Linked DNA regions of Sus scrofa: region 2 is linked to region 1. A link is a contact called in public HiChIP or PLAC-seq data. All regions are on one chromosome and are shown on one strand. The core of a region is the stretch at or near the end of the contact, and the rest is flanking DNA. Distances in the headings are between cores, read along the strand shown. Region 1 has its middle 95 kb from the start of FSHR. Region 2 overlaps FSHR (follicle stimulating hormone receptor).

The links. HiChIP or PLAC-seq counts read pairs in DNA pulled down with a chosen protein or histone mark.
Region 2: a contact with region 1 is called in an H3K27ac HiChIP or PLAC-seq map of skeletal muscle. The contact joins two enhancer-like sites. A contact is called at or near these places in 2 of 47 Hi-C or Micro-C datasets (both in skeletal muscle) and 1 of 2 datasets of contacts at active chromatin or transcription factors (skeletal muscle).

The regions. Positions count from the first base shown.
Region 1 is chr3:91,509,605-91,515,911 of Sscrofa11.1, forward strand. No RefSeq gene overlaps it. Among named protein-coding and RNA genes, the nearest start is that of FSHR, 95 kb to the right of the region's middle. Within about 2 kb of position 1,992, at least 2 of the 83 cell types and tissues checked have an H3K27ac peak or open chromatin away from gene starts, as enhancers often do. A contact at or near this core is called in skeletal muscle, where this site is marked.
Region 2 is chr3:91,732,841-91,739,254 of Sscrofa11.1, forward strand. All of the region lies in intron 4 of FSHR (follicle stimulating hormone receptor), which reads left to right. Among named protein-coding and RNA genes, the nearest start is that of FSHR, 130 kb to the left of the region's middle. Within about 2 kb of position 2,976, at least 2 of the 83 cell types and tissues checked have an H3K27ac peak or open chromatin away from gene starts, as enhancers often do. A contact at or near this core is called in skeletal muscle, where this site is marked.

The DNA of each region.
Region 1 (6,307 bases), core at 742-3,241:
ACATCATAGCCCAAGGAATCCTGCTGCTGGAAACAAACAGACAGGAAAGAATCATAACCTCTTCGCATGCAAACCTCATGGGAGTGACCCAGGAAAATGAAATTCTCCTTGGTGGTGTATAATGCTTTATTACGATGACCCAGTCTCCAGGGCTATTTAAAATTCTGAAATCAAGTTCCCCGAGTTCTGATTCCCTTCTCATCAAAATTGCTATCCCAATTTTAACTGCACTTCCCCGAGGGCAGAAAACATCAACTCACCATATTTATAGCTGGTGCATAATTACTATATGCAATATTTATCTGGCTATTCATCTGTTTGCATGTCTTCTGTCTGGCTGGTGAAATTGTCAATAGACAAATTTCTCAGCATCTTGTATGAGAGTATGTCATTCACTGAATATTCTATCCCTTTGGTCCACTTGGCTTGTCCCTTGGGTGTCTTGAAGAGATGGTCCACATTTACGAGTCTTTTGAGAGGTTTCTCTTGCTCCTTAGTAAGGTTTAGGCCCGCATTAGACCTTTATTTCAATTTCATTATTGTGGTCATTGATGTACACTGAGGTCACAAGTTATCATTCTGCTACCTCCTTATTCAGAGCCCTTTACCTCATACAGTCACAATGCAATTTCAGGCTACTGGAATTAATAAATAGAATGAATGGATATTTTAGTATCATTAAAACATTCCAGCAAATTGTGTATCAGTGCTCTAAACTCTAAGAGCACCATCTCCATACTTCCTAGAGATTCTAATCTGTGTATATAGAGAGAGGAGCCAGATAAGATTTTCCTGGATTCCACCCTCTTCCATACTGAATGAATGAGAACACCGAGCTGGTAAGAACACTAAGTGATCCAGCATGGTTATCAGCCTCTTGTTAGCTCTCCAATTTTGCCACCTCTTGATGAGGATAAAACCAATATCTCAACTAAGCCTTAGAGTAAGTATTTGGCTCAGTGCTGGGGAACAGGAGTGACTGCTAAAGCTAACTTGGTTAGCTCATTATCATATCAGCAATATAAACTATTTTCTTCAACTTCTTTATTTTCCAATGCATTTAACCAGGGGACATTTTGACATCTAGATTGATACTGATCCAGTACTAATCTACAGCAACAAGAGTGGCTACATTCTCTAGGGCTGTCTGGCCTTGTCCAAAGTATGACTTTCCATCTACCACTGTTTTAGCTTTAATTTCTTCTTCCCCTACAGTGAAGACCAATGGGATTGGGGAAATAAACTTCATTTTGACATTCAAGCTTTTCTTCATCTGCTGTAAATTTTCTAGGGAAGAAATTTCAGCCTTCAATTTTTTCCTCATTGTACATTAGTAGAATGCTAGAAAAATGGCAGATGAACAATCACTAATTTTTCATTAGTCAATCTTATCATATTTAACATTACAACTCATTGATTTCTTTTTCTCCTTCAACACAGTCTTGAATTATCTTCATTTCTAAATTGTTCTATGTATCTCCATTCTTATCTTTTCCCTCACCTTTATTCTTTTTCTTCTTTTATTTCCTACGAGACTCAGCCTTTTTTACATTCTCTCTCATAGTTTAAATGGAGACTCACTTTTTTTTTTTTAACGATTTCCCTCTTAATTTAAACCCTAGCAACAGGGAATGGTATCTAAGCATCATTGTTACTGTGGGGCAGGGGCTGGAAGTGGAGCTGGACGTACACTTATCTAAATGGAGGAAACTCTCTTTTACAGCCAGCCAGTCCTTTGGGGCTCAGCCCTCATGCTCCCCTGATTTGCCTCCTTGTCATAGATACTATGGAGCTGGTCCCCTGAATTGTAAAAATTGCCTCCTACTCTCAGCATCAGTCTGTTGTAACTCTCAGCAACGACCTTTTCCCTGCTCCATCTACCCCCTTCACTGTCAGTGAAAAGGACAAAAATTCCAAGCTTTCTTCCCTGCTGTTTGCAATCATTTTAGCAGTCACATTTGCCCTGACTGCCCTGAGAAAAATAAATGCTAACAGCTGTGTGTGGGCCATGATTTATTGGTTCATTTGAGAATGTCCTATTCTCTTTAGATTGGCCACAACTTCCATTATAATATCCAAAAAGATAGGGATTGACAAGTCTTCAACTTTCTCAAATCCAGGAGGGAAAAAAAAACAGTGTAGCATTTTTTAAATTATTATTGTAAACTTGATTTGCTAAGTGGTAAGGAGACAGGTGGAAGATGGGCAGTCTGGAGCACTCTGGCTATTTATAGCCCATGTCAGAGCTTTATTTATTACTATTGCCTCTTCTCAGATCTACTTAAATAACCTGTAAATTGTCAATGGTGTCCATGGAAACACACTGGCAAAATGGACAATGTACTTGGAAAAAAAAGAAACACAAAGGACAGCAAAGGACCCTGTCAAAAAATAAAACCAGTTTCCTTTTGAAAATCACACACGTGTCCCTGTCATCACAATTATGACTTTGAAAGATAAAGGTCAGAACCATGTTCCCTCCAGGATGTATATGACTCTTTAAGGAAGCTGGGAAATGTTGGCCAAGAGGACGGAGGGCAGGACCTGCAGGCAAATTCACAAGATCTGGAATTTTTGCCCTGGGTGTCCCCTTTTTCCACCTTCTCTGCCCCCACCCCTTTTAATTTCCTCTTACTCCTACTCAGGCATCCAGTGTTTGCAGTCTCCCCAGAGATAAGTTTCCTGATTAGCTACTTTTAAGTAAAGATTAAATGACTGTCAGTCAAAGAAGTGAGAAGGGATGCCCTTAACAAAGAAGGAAATGCTCAAAGTTTTATTCTGGCAACCACTGACTCTGTTAGCAATTGTGCTAATGTGTTAAAGGATTTAATGCACCATCTCTCTTCATATGCCTGCAATTTTAGAAATCTTTAGGGGGCAATACTTAAAGAAGTCATTCTAGTAGCACTGTGCCTAGAGTGCATTATGTCCAAATGTATGCTAAGGCCAAAGGAGATATCAAGAAAAGAGTCCTGCTATAAAACTAGTTGGGGAGAGGGGAGGAAATCCATTCATGGATCCCTTCCATATGTCTTTACTGAGTTTCATGTCATACAAGGGCAAGTTGGGTGGGTGTTGGAAGAGTGTCAGAATATATATATATATGTATATATATATACATATATATATATAAGAGCTATTCTTTTCATCTCAGTTGAAGAACATGTATAATTACAGTAATAATAGCGAAAATTTATCCAGCATTTTTTCACGTGCCGGATGCTACTCTAAGTATTTTGCAGTATAAACTCACTTCATATCCACAACAACCTGTGCCTCTTCTCAGACCCACTTAAACAAGCTGTAAATTTTCAGTGGTTTCTACGGGAACAAATTGGCAAAATGGACAGTATACTTGAAAAAAATGAAGAAAGAGGGAGGATGCAGAGGACAAAAAAAAAAAAAAAAAAAAAACTGGTCAAAAATAAAACCGTGTTACTTCACACATGATTCACAGTCGCAGTTATGTTTTCAAAGATAAAAACCAGGAGCCATTTTCCCTCTGACATATATATTCACGTCTTCTCTAGGGAAGATGAACACACAGGTCAATGGGAAGTAGGGCAGACTGCAGGCAAGCCCACAAAGTCCGGAATTTTCATCTTGGGCATCCCTTGCTTCTACATCCTCTGCACTTTCCCCCTTTTTTTTCAGCTGTCTCTCACTTCCAGTCCAGCATGGTAGTTTAAACACTCTCATTTTAGAATGGAGGAAATTGGGATGCACAGAGATTAAAGAACTTGCTGTACAGTGGGGGGAAAAAGGCGTGATGGGGGAAATAGCAATAAAAAATTAAATTAAAAAAAAAAAAGAACTTGCCCAAGGTGACACAGTTGGTAAATGGCAGAGCTATGATTTGACTCAGGGAGCCTGGCACACTCTGGTGTAAGTAACCACTATGTGTAACTCTTTCCCTAAAAAAAAAAAAAAAATCACAATCACCCCACAGAGGCACTTATAAAGTGTCACAGGAGCACAGAGATGAAAGCAATTTCCTTTGCCTATAGAGTTAGAAAGGGGATTAGAGATAAGTGGCCTTGAGAGATGGGTAGAAGTTCACCAGCAGCAAAGAGCATTTCACGTAACACCAACAAGTGTGTGCATCACAAAACAGCATGAGCAAGGAAGGCAAATGATGAATATGTAGATGTGAGTGCATCTTGAGATGTGTGTGTTTGGAGGCAGGAATACCATGACAACTGATAATGCTCGGAAGTTTAGCACCAGTGAACTTACAAAGGAATTTTTACTATGTCGTCCCTCCTACATCTGGCAAAGATTTAAATGAATCCTTTAAGTCGCACCTAAGTACAACTTCTTTGAGAAAGTTTTCACTATTTCCAGGGAGCACTCTCCCCCTTGCATATGCCATGCATTTCTGTATATTAATGGCAGACCATGTTGCAATTGCTAGTTTACTTACCAGGCCCTCTCCCCACCCTCACCCCTGCTCTGTGTTGCCACTGAGGGCAAATAATGAATTTTTATGCTGAACACATATTGAGCAATGCCTGCCACATAGTGAATGCTCAATAATACCCATAACTTCTTTTTTCTACTCAAGGACTTCATCCCTGGAAGTGTTCTATCTTTCTTCTGCAACATCATTTCCCCTTCATGAATTTAACCTCATCAACCTTGAAATGGACCCTTGTTTCTTCCTTACTAAAAAAGTCATTTTTGATCCTCCAATGTCTCTGTCTCGCCACTACACTATTAATCGCGTTCAGTTTCACAACAGAGCATCTTAAGAGATGTTACTTCTTCTTTTCCTGACTTCCTCACTCCCACTCCCTCCTTGCTTCACCTCAAACAGGCTTATATCCCTATCTACCTCTCCACCAAAACTGCTATTGGAACAATTACTAATAATTTCATCTTGTCAAATTCAGAAGTTAACTTCTCTGTCTTTACCTTGCTTGACTAATCCTTCCTCTTGAAACACTTTTCCTTTCCTTCCATGATAACACTTTCTTCAGAGGGCCCTGAGATTCAGTCCTGGTCTCCACTGGTTTCTCTCTGTATACTCCAAATATAAGCTCGGCATTTCTCCCTTCTAGATTGTCCCTTCCTTGTTCTTTTTCCATCTCAGTCAGAGGAACCATCAGTGGATAGTTATTTAATCCAAAAACTGAGCTGCTACTCTTCATACCTTCTTTTTGGAAGAAACAGAACTCAGTCTACCCATAGATTCCACTAATGAGTCTTATTAATTCTGTCTCCAACTATGTCCACTTAGGTCTATTTCCTTGGCCCCCATCTGGTCCATACCACCACCACCTATCACATAGGTTATGGCAAGTTCCCCTATCACCCTTTTCCCATTCTCGTATCTTCAATCCCTTTTCCATATAGCAACCAGAGTAATCATTTTTTCTTATTTTTTAAATCTATTTTTTGTCCTGAAATAAAACAATATAGAAAGTACATAAAACTTAAAATGTTTAGCTCAATGAATTATAATAAATCAAATATCCATGGAACCAAGATCAAGGTCTAGATCGACTCTTACTGGCATTTAAATCTTAAACAATCACCTTTCAAACCCCAACTATTTCCCTTCCTCTTATATATAACCACTATCTTGACCTGTACAGTAAGTTACTTTTAGTTATACTTTTATCACTTAATCATCCATTTGTCAACTACATTAGAATGATAAATTATGCATTCTTTTAGTTCTTTTTTTCATTCAGTGTTATATTTGTAAGAATTGTGAATATTATTGTCTGTAGCTGTAGGTGATTTATTTCCATTGCTGTATACTATTCTATTTTGTGTTTACGTCATAATTTATTCATTCTATTATTGGTAGATATTTCAGTGTTTCCAGTTGTGTATCATTACAAATAATACTACTCTAAACAGTCTTCTATGTATCTATCAGTAGACAGGTGCACACATTTTTCTTGGATACACATCTAGTACTAGAATTGTTGCAATATAGATTATATGTATTTTCAACCCTAACAGAAATGCTTTCCAAATAGATTATTCCAAATGCAAGAACAGTACAATATACACTTGTTTCTTCACCTAGATTCACTAAATATAAATACTTTACCATATACTTTGCACTCTCCCTCACAGTAATTATATTTGTTTATTATTGTCACTATGTATTTTTACTTATTATCGTTCATCATTTTAACGAAGCATTTTGGATTAAATTGCAAACCCTAAATACTTCAGTATGCATTTCAGGAGAATGAAGGCACTTTCTGATACATCACATTCTCTGACATATTATCAAATTCAGGAAATTTAACATAAATAAAAAGGGAGTAACTAATACAGTGTTTCTCAC
Region 2 (6,414 bases), core at 1,726-4,225, 220 kb after region 1:
GCAGAGTGACAGGGTGACAGTCACTGGACTTTAGATTGACAGGTAGCAGGATATAGACCATACTCAAGGGGGAACCTGCTAAGGGCCAGTTGCCATAATCAGGGGTACAGGGATGGTGGCACCTGGAGGAAGAGAAAGGCATGGTTCAACAGGGGATATATTCCCTAACAAGAACCACTGGTATACGATTTACCTCTAGGTCAGACAAGGACCCAAGTGACAGCAGTGATTTTTGCTCACTCACTTCTAGTAACCCCCAAAGCCTCCCTTCCCACCAGGGACTCCTGCACAGAATCATCCTGCAGACAGCATTCAAAAATCCCCTCTGGGCCAGAAGTCACCATACACAGGGGCTGTGATTTTTAAGGAGAAAATTATTAACCATCTCCCCAGCTGTCAGTATTCTCTCTCAAAGATGTTTGGGCGCAATGGAAATTACTCGATTGCTTCTTTTATCAGTAATCTGTCCAGCAGGCCCAACTTTGCCTGCTATTGTCAACTCCGGGAAAAGATAGCCAGATTTTTCTTTGTGGAACAATAAGATTCGGAATAAGATTTCAGCCCAAGGAGAGCAATTACCCCACCCTTACCTGAGGACCTAATTGTAAGGATGGTGATGGTTTCATGCTGTTAACCTCTCCTCCTCCTTCCTCTGACCTGCTCAGTATTTTCTCTTGCAAGAAGTCCAGGTCTTGTCCATCAGCAAGACAGTTATTGGATCTATCAAGTCACATCTGTACACTCAGGTCTTAATATTCTTCTTATCAAGAGAAGTGGCACATTTTTAAAAAGGAACCTGGAAAAGCTGATGTGGAACCCAAGGACTAATCATGATGGACTCCCGGGCATGGGAGCTTCTGAGAGGGAAAGTCCTACAGGATTCACTACAGGATCAGCATATGGGTAGCCACCTACTCCACCCACTTGCTGAGTCCCTAGATGAAATTTTCACGGGATACACCTTTTACAAGGTAGGTGTGTCCTCACATCGTTAATTTTGAAATAAGGCCTGTCTCTGTCATCATAAGAAATCAGATGTAAAGACATGTTTGGAGAGTGTTCAGAGAGAAACTAGTCTCTGATTAGCTGCATGAAGCTCAGCCCTGACTTCTTCCTCATCGCTAGTGTCATCCCCATGTCCTCCAGACAGGAATGGACTGATCTCTTCAAGTGCATCTCCCTGACTGTTGGTGCTGTAAGTCTCTAAAGGCTGTTGTCATGACTACAAGGATGTTTGGGCACAAGGGAAATTACACAATCATTTCTTTATCTGCAAAATGGAAATAAAATATGCTTCAAGAGACTGATGGAAGAGGAGAATGGACTCTACCTCCTCTAAGATCTCTGCCAGCAGTTAAGTGTCTAAACTGTGATCTTCATGAATCTGGGGATCCTAGTGTCACTGCCTGCCCCAAGCTCAGCAGAGTCAGATCCAGCACAAAGGGTCTTGCATGGAAGGAGAAAGTCCCTCTCTAAGAAAGGCAAATCCAGCCTCTTACAGACCACTGTACTTCCCAGATCAGGCTCCTCTCCCCCAGGATTCAAGGAGACCTTTTTAAATGCTGATGCATTTAGATGCATCAAAAACTGAAAGCAGCTGTAAATTACTCTTAAGTACAACAGAAGCTTAGCCTCTTAAGCTAAAAGAGAGTTGCAGGATACACCCCTGCCATTTTGGTCCTTAACAAATGGGCACAAAGCCTTAGTGCAGCTTGAGACATACTGGATGTGAGGGTCCTAAGAGGAAGACAGTACCCTGCAGCCACTGGAGCTGGCCTGGGAGGGCAAATTCTTTGCAGGGCTGACCTCAGGCACAGGCAAAAGACAAAAAGCTTAGCTGGCAAGAGTCTGAAAGACATCAAGCGAAGCCCTGCCTCCATGGAAAAGAAACTGCTGCCTCCTCTTCTACAACTGCAGCCTCACTATTGGGAAGTTTAAAGGATATTTTGGTCCTTCCAGACCCTTTTAGATTTACGATTATCCCTGGGAGAGGCCACATATTAAGATATTAGAGCTAACGCAAGAATTGTCAGCTCCCACCTCTATAGGGATGGGGCAGCCCCCAGAAGCAGAGATAGGCCAGAGGAGACTGGGCAGTGAGGTGGGCAATAGGGGGCAGGTAGGACAATGAGAAAGGCGAGCATCATGCCAGTAAACTCTGGTTACTAGACACGGGGCTACTCCAGGATACTTCATCACCATATCTCCAGTGCATGGCATGAAAAGGGCTCTCAACTACTCACTTTCCTTTTTAGAGAAACCTGACTGTGATCCAGACCTCTTGTGTACCTGCTCTCCTCCCTCGGTAATACTTGTTGAAGTATCACATTTGCTCCTTGCTGCTGTCATTCATCTCAAATGCTTTATCTTTTACAGACTGTGTTCTTAAGCTGCGATCTAAGAACACAGGCATGTTCTAGCCAAGTGGCCCCATGCTCTCAAACTCGGCTTATCCACCTGGGAAGATGCTGTCTTCCCGTGGGCACAGCAATAGGAGGAATGCATTCTAGGGGAGTCCTCAGCCAACCAGGTCAGCTGGCCTGACATTGGGGAGACATGAAGTGGCAGGAGATGTCATCATTTGATTTGAAGGACCTCCCATCTCAAGCAAAGCCTGTGTCCAGTTCATCTCTGGGCTCCCGCAGACCACAGGGTCTGCACACAGTAGACCTTCAGTGAAAATGGAGGCCTGGGTTTGAATCTTTCAGTTTGGGTAGCCAAAGGGAGGCAGCTGTTGTTTTTAGTGAAATATCTTGGGGCGTTACAGAGTGTGAACACTGCAGTGACAAATATTCTCAGGAAGAATATTTTCATCTCCAGCAGACATTACAAAAATGTTCTACTGCAGTTTAATCATGAGCTCACTTACAGCAAACACCCCACAAATAATGTCTAGTTCAAGAGGCTGTGAGCTCCTCCCCCACCAGCTTGGCATTCAAAGACAGCTGAGCTAGGAAGAGGGAGCCAGGTGATTGGGAGACATTCCAGGGAAGAAATTAGGCAGCCTCCCTCCAAAGCTCATCTAGCATGGTCTGTCTCTGACAAGGGCCAGACCACGGGAGCCACATGGACACAGATAAACAGGGCCAGACACTAAGAAAAAGCTCTTCTCTTGCCACTCACCTGGGTTCCAGCCCTAGTGCTGCTTGTGAGAACTTGTAGTAAGCAAGTAGCCAGACCTCTCTAGGCCTCATGTAAGAAGGGGAAGAAAAGAACAGCCCTATCTCCATCAAAAGGTTGTAAGAAAGTGAAAGGAAGAGATAAGAAGAGTAGGGTGTGGTGACACTTTGATATTTGGAACCAGCAAAAAGTGTAAGCACTGCTAATTGGACCAGGTATTGCTGGCAGATATGGGGTGGGATACAAGAATCATAACTTAGAACTTCTGCTTTGTATTAACTTACACAGCCTTACATAAGCCCTCAGCTATTTACTGATGGTTCCACTTTACAGATAGGAAATTTGAGGTTCAGAGATGCTGAATCAATTGACCAAACTTGCAAAATGGTATTAAGAAGGGATCTTAGAGGAGCTCCCTGTTGGTCCAGTGGTTAAGGGATCGGGCATCGTCCTCGCTGTGGCCTGGGTTCACTCTGTGGTCCAGGAACATTTGCACACTGCAGGTGTGGCCCAAACAACAACAACAAAAGGATCTTGGGGCAGAACTGACACTTATTGAACATCTACTAGATGGCAGACCCTAAACCAGCATTTTGTTCACACAGCTCATAGTCCAGTCTTCCAAAACAGTGAGACATGTGTTTTCCCCAATTTACAAATGAGCAGTTTGAAACTCAGAGATTATGTGGCTGGCAGAACTGAGAACTGAAGGCAGGAGTGTCTGACTCCATCCCGAGTCACCCCACTTTCGGGCACACCACAGCTGGGAAGGGGCAGAGTGCAGGTGAGGCCAATGTCACCATCTCCAGTGTTCTGAGCCAAGAGTGACACCTGATTATTGTTTGTTATTTGGAACTTGTGATCATCTTTGCGGGCAAAGTTGAAGTGTACCTAAGAAATAGCTTTCTAAATAATTAATGCTAGAAATGAGTTGTGGGGGAGGGTGTGCAAACTGTTTAAAATATTTACTCTTTTGTGACTCTCCAGTGTAATTCAAAAGTAACTGCTTGCCACAGATTGGTAGTTTGATTAAAATTATTCATACATCGACATCCAAGAAAGTCCCAAAAGATCACCTTTTGGCAATGCTCTGTTAGCAGTGAATCTAGCTTGGAGAGATCCTTAGTTTTTAAAAGTTCTCATGCAGCCAGTGTGGTTTAATGGGAAGAAGATCTCTGAGAGGCATGGGAGCCAGAGGGCCCAGGTTCAGGTTCCTTTTCTTCCACTTTCCAACAGAAAAATTAACTGTAACTCTTTAAGCTTCAATTTCCTTCCATCTATAAAATGGAACTAATACCAGTTATCTTCATCATGGAGTTGATGAAGTTGTGGGCAGGAATTAATAACTTCAATACAGGCACAGCCTTTTCTAATGGTGCCTGACATGTGATAAGGTAATTGGTAAGTATTGTCTATGATTCATTCCATTTCATGTTTAGAAATTTGGGTGATTCATTTACCCTCTGTGAGCTTATCAGTAAGATGGAAGTCGTAATTACATTCATCATAAAAACTCACAGTACAGTCAAAGGAGATACTCTGAAATAACTTTTGTCAATTATCTGTGCTACACAAATATAAGGCAAGGTGATTTTCCAGTCATTTCTTCCTACAAGTCTGGGTCAGAACTGCAACCTGTGGAACCAGTTCCTAGGACTTTAGTTACCTCTCAAATACCAGACATCTGGTTTACTGCCACTTTAGGCAGCCTCTCACTCGGGCCCAAGTCAGAGACTGGTCACTCTGTCCCCACACAGGAGGAGACAGCAATGAAAGTTGCCCCATGGTCCTCTTAAAGTTCCTCTCTCAACCTACGTGACACTACAGCAGATCCCACCCTTCCCGTGATGGGGGGATGGGAAGGGCAGACTCACACAGTTGCCTGGAGGAAGACCTCTCACAAGGTCCCTCTACCCGTTTTCACACCCAATACAGAGAGGTTCAGGTTGTGTCACTGGTTTCTAGAAACTCAGAATATAACATGTCTCATACCTTGGCGTCTCAGAAAGAACTCCAACTTTGACATCCTATTATACTGAGATCTGCCCTGGCCATGAAGGTATCCTACCATGTGCTCCAAATTGAAAGGATAAATAACACCAAAGTGAGGGCTACAGGGTAGCCATCACAAACTTTATTTTTTCTACATCTGGGTCCAGTTTGTTGAAGATTTCTCTTCAGTTTAGTCCTCCTTTGATTCACTTTGCCATTAGAGAACAGGACTTCTTTTTACCCAGATATGGTGTGTAGAGAGGTTAATTGCAGGGCTAGGAGTAGGAATCTGATTCTGTGACTAGAGACTCTAGGCAGCTGCATGGGGTTATCAGAGCCTCTTACCATCCCTCTTCTGGCTGTAATAAAATGCCTGAAGATGTCAGGAGAAACTGGATCATACTTCACTTGACACAGTGTGCCCTTTCACCAATGTGGTTCTGATTTTCTGCGCTTTAAACTTTGATTTATATCACAGTAGAGGAAGGGAGAGTGCTAATAGAATACCCTGTCTAAAAGAGAGTTTGCCAACCGTGGCATGAATGGTAAGAGTATTTTCAGAGAATTAGCATAAATCAGCATAAACACTCTAGCTTCTGGCAGGGCTTCCAAGGTTAAATTAGGAAACACCAAACTCAGGAGATCCTCTCCAACAAGTGAGGGATCCAAGGTCAATGTGTTTGGGAAAAGCCAGCACACTACTTCTTTCTCTTGGGTATTTATAATGGATACTATTGTGGAAAAGGCTCCAAGAATCCCACAGAAAAGAAACTGTGTAACCTTATTAATCCAGCATTTCCTAGATGTATTTGTCCATTGTAGCCTTTCATTTGCAAGCAAAGCATTATAACCTCTGGAAATAGCGTTTCTGGAGAAATGCTCAAAGTTTCTAAGTTGGAAAGCATATTAAAGGTCACAGAGTTCAACTCCCCTTTCCAATTCTACACCCAATTCCAATGTATGAGGTTTTCCCACAGACATCCAAGCAATTCCCAGACACCAGCCGGGAGTCCTGCAGTTCAACTCAATTCTGAGCCTGTCTACTTGATACAGCATCAGATCCCACAGATGTAAAACAGTCCTGTAAGACTATCTCCTTTCAGACAGCACTCAAAGTCCAGGTTGTCACCTATGCTTCTGAACAACCAGCTATAGACTAGAGGTTCCAATAACCCCTCCTTGAGTTTGGTTACTTTGCTAGAGCAGCTCACAGAACTCAGAGGAACATTCTGCTTACTAGATTACCAGCTTATTATAAAAGGATATAACTCAGGAACAGCCCAATGGAAGAGAGGCACAGGG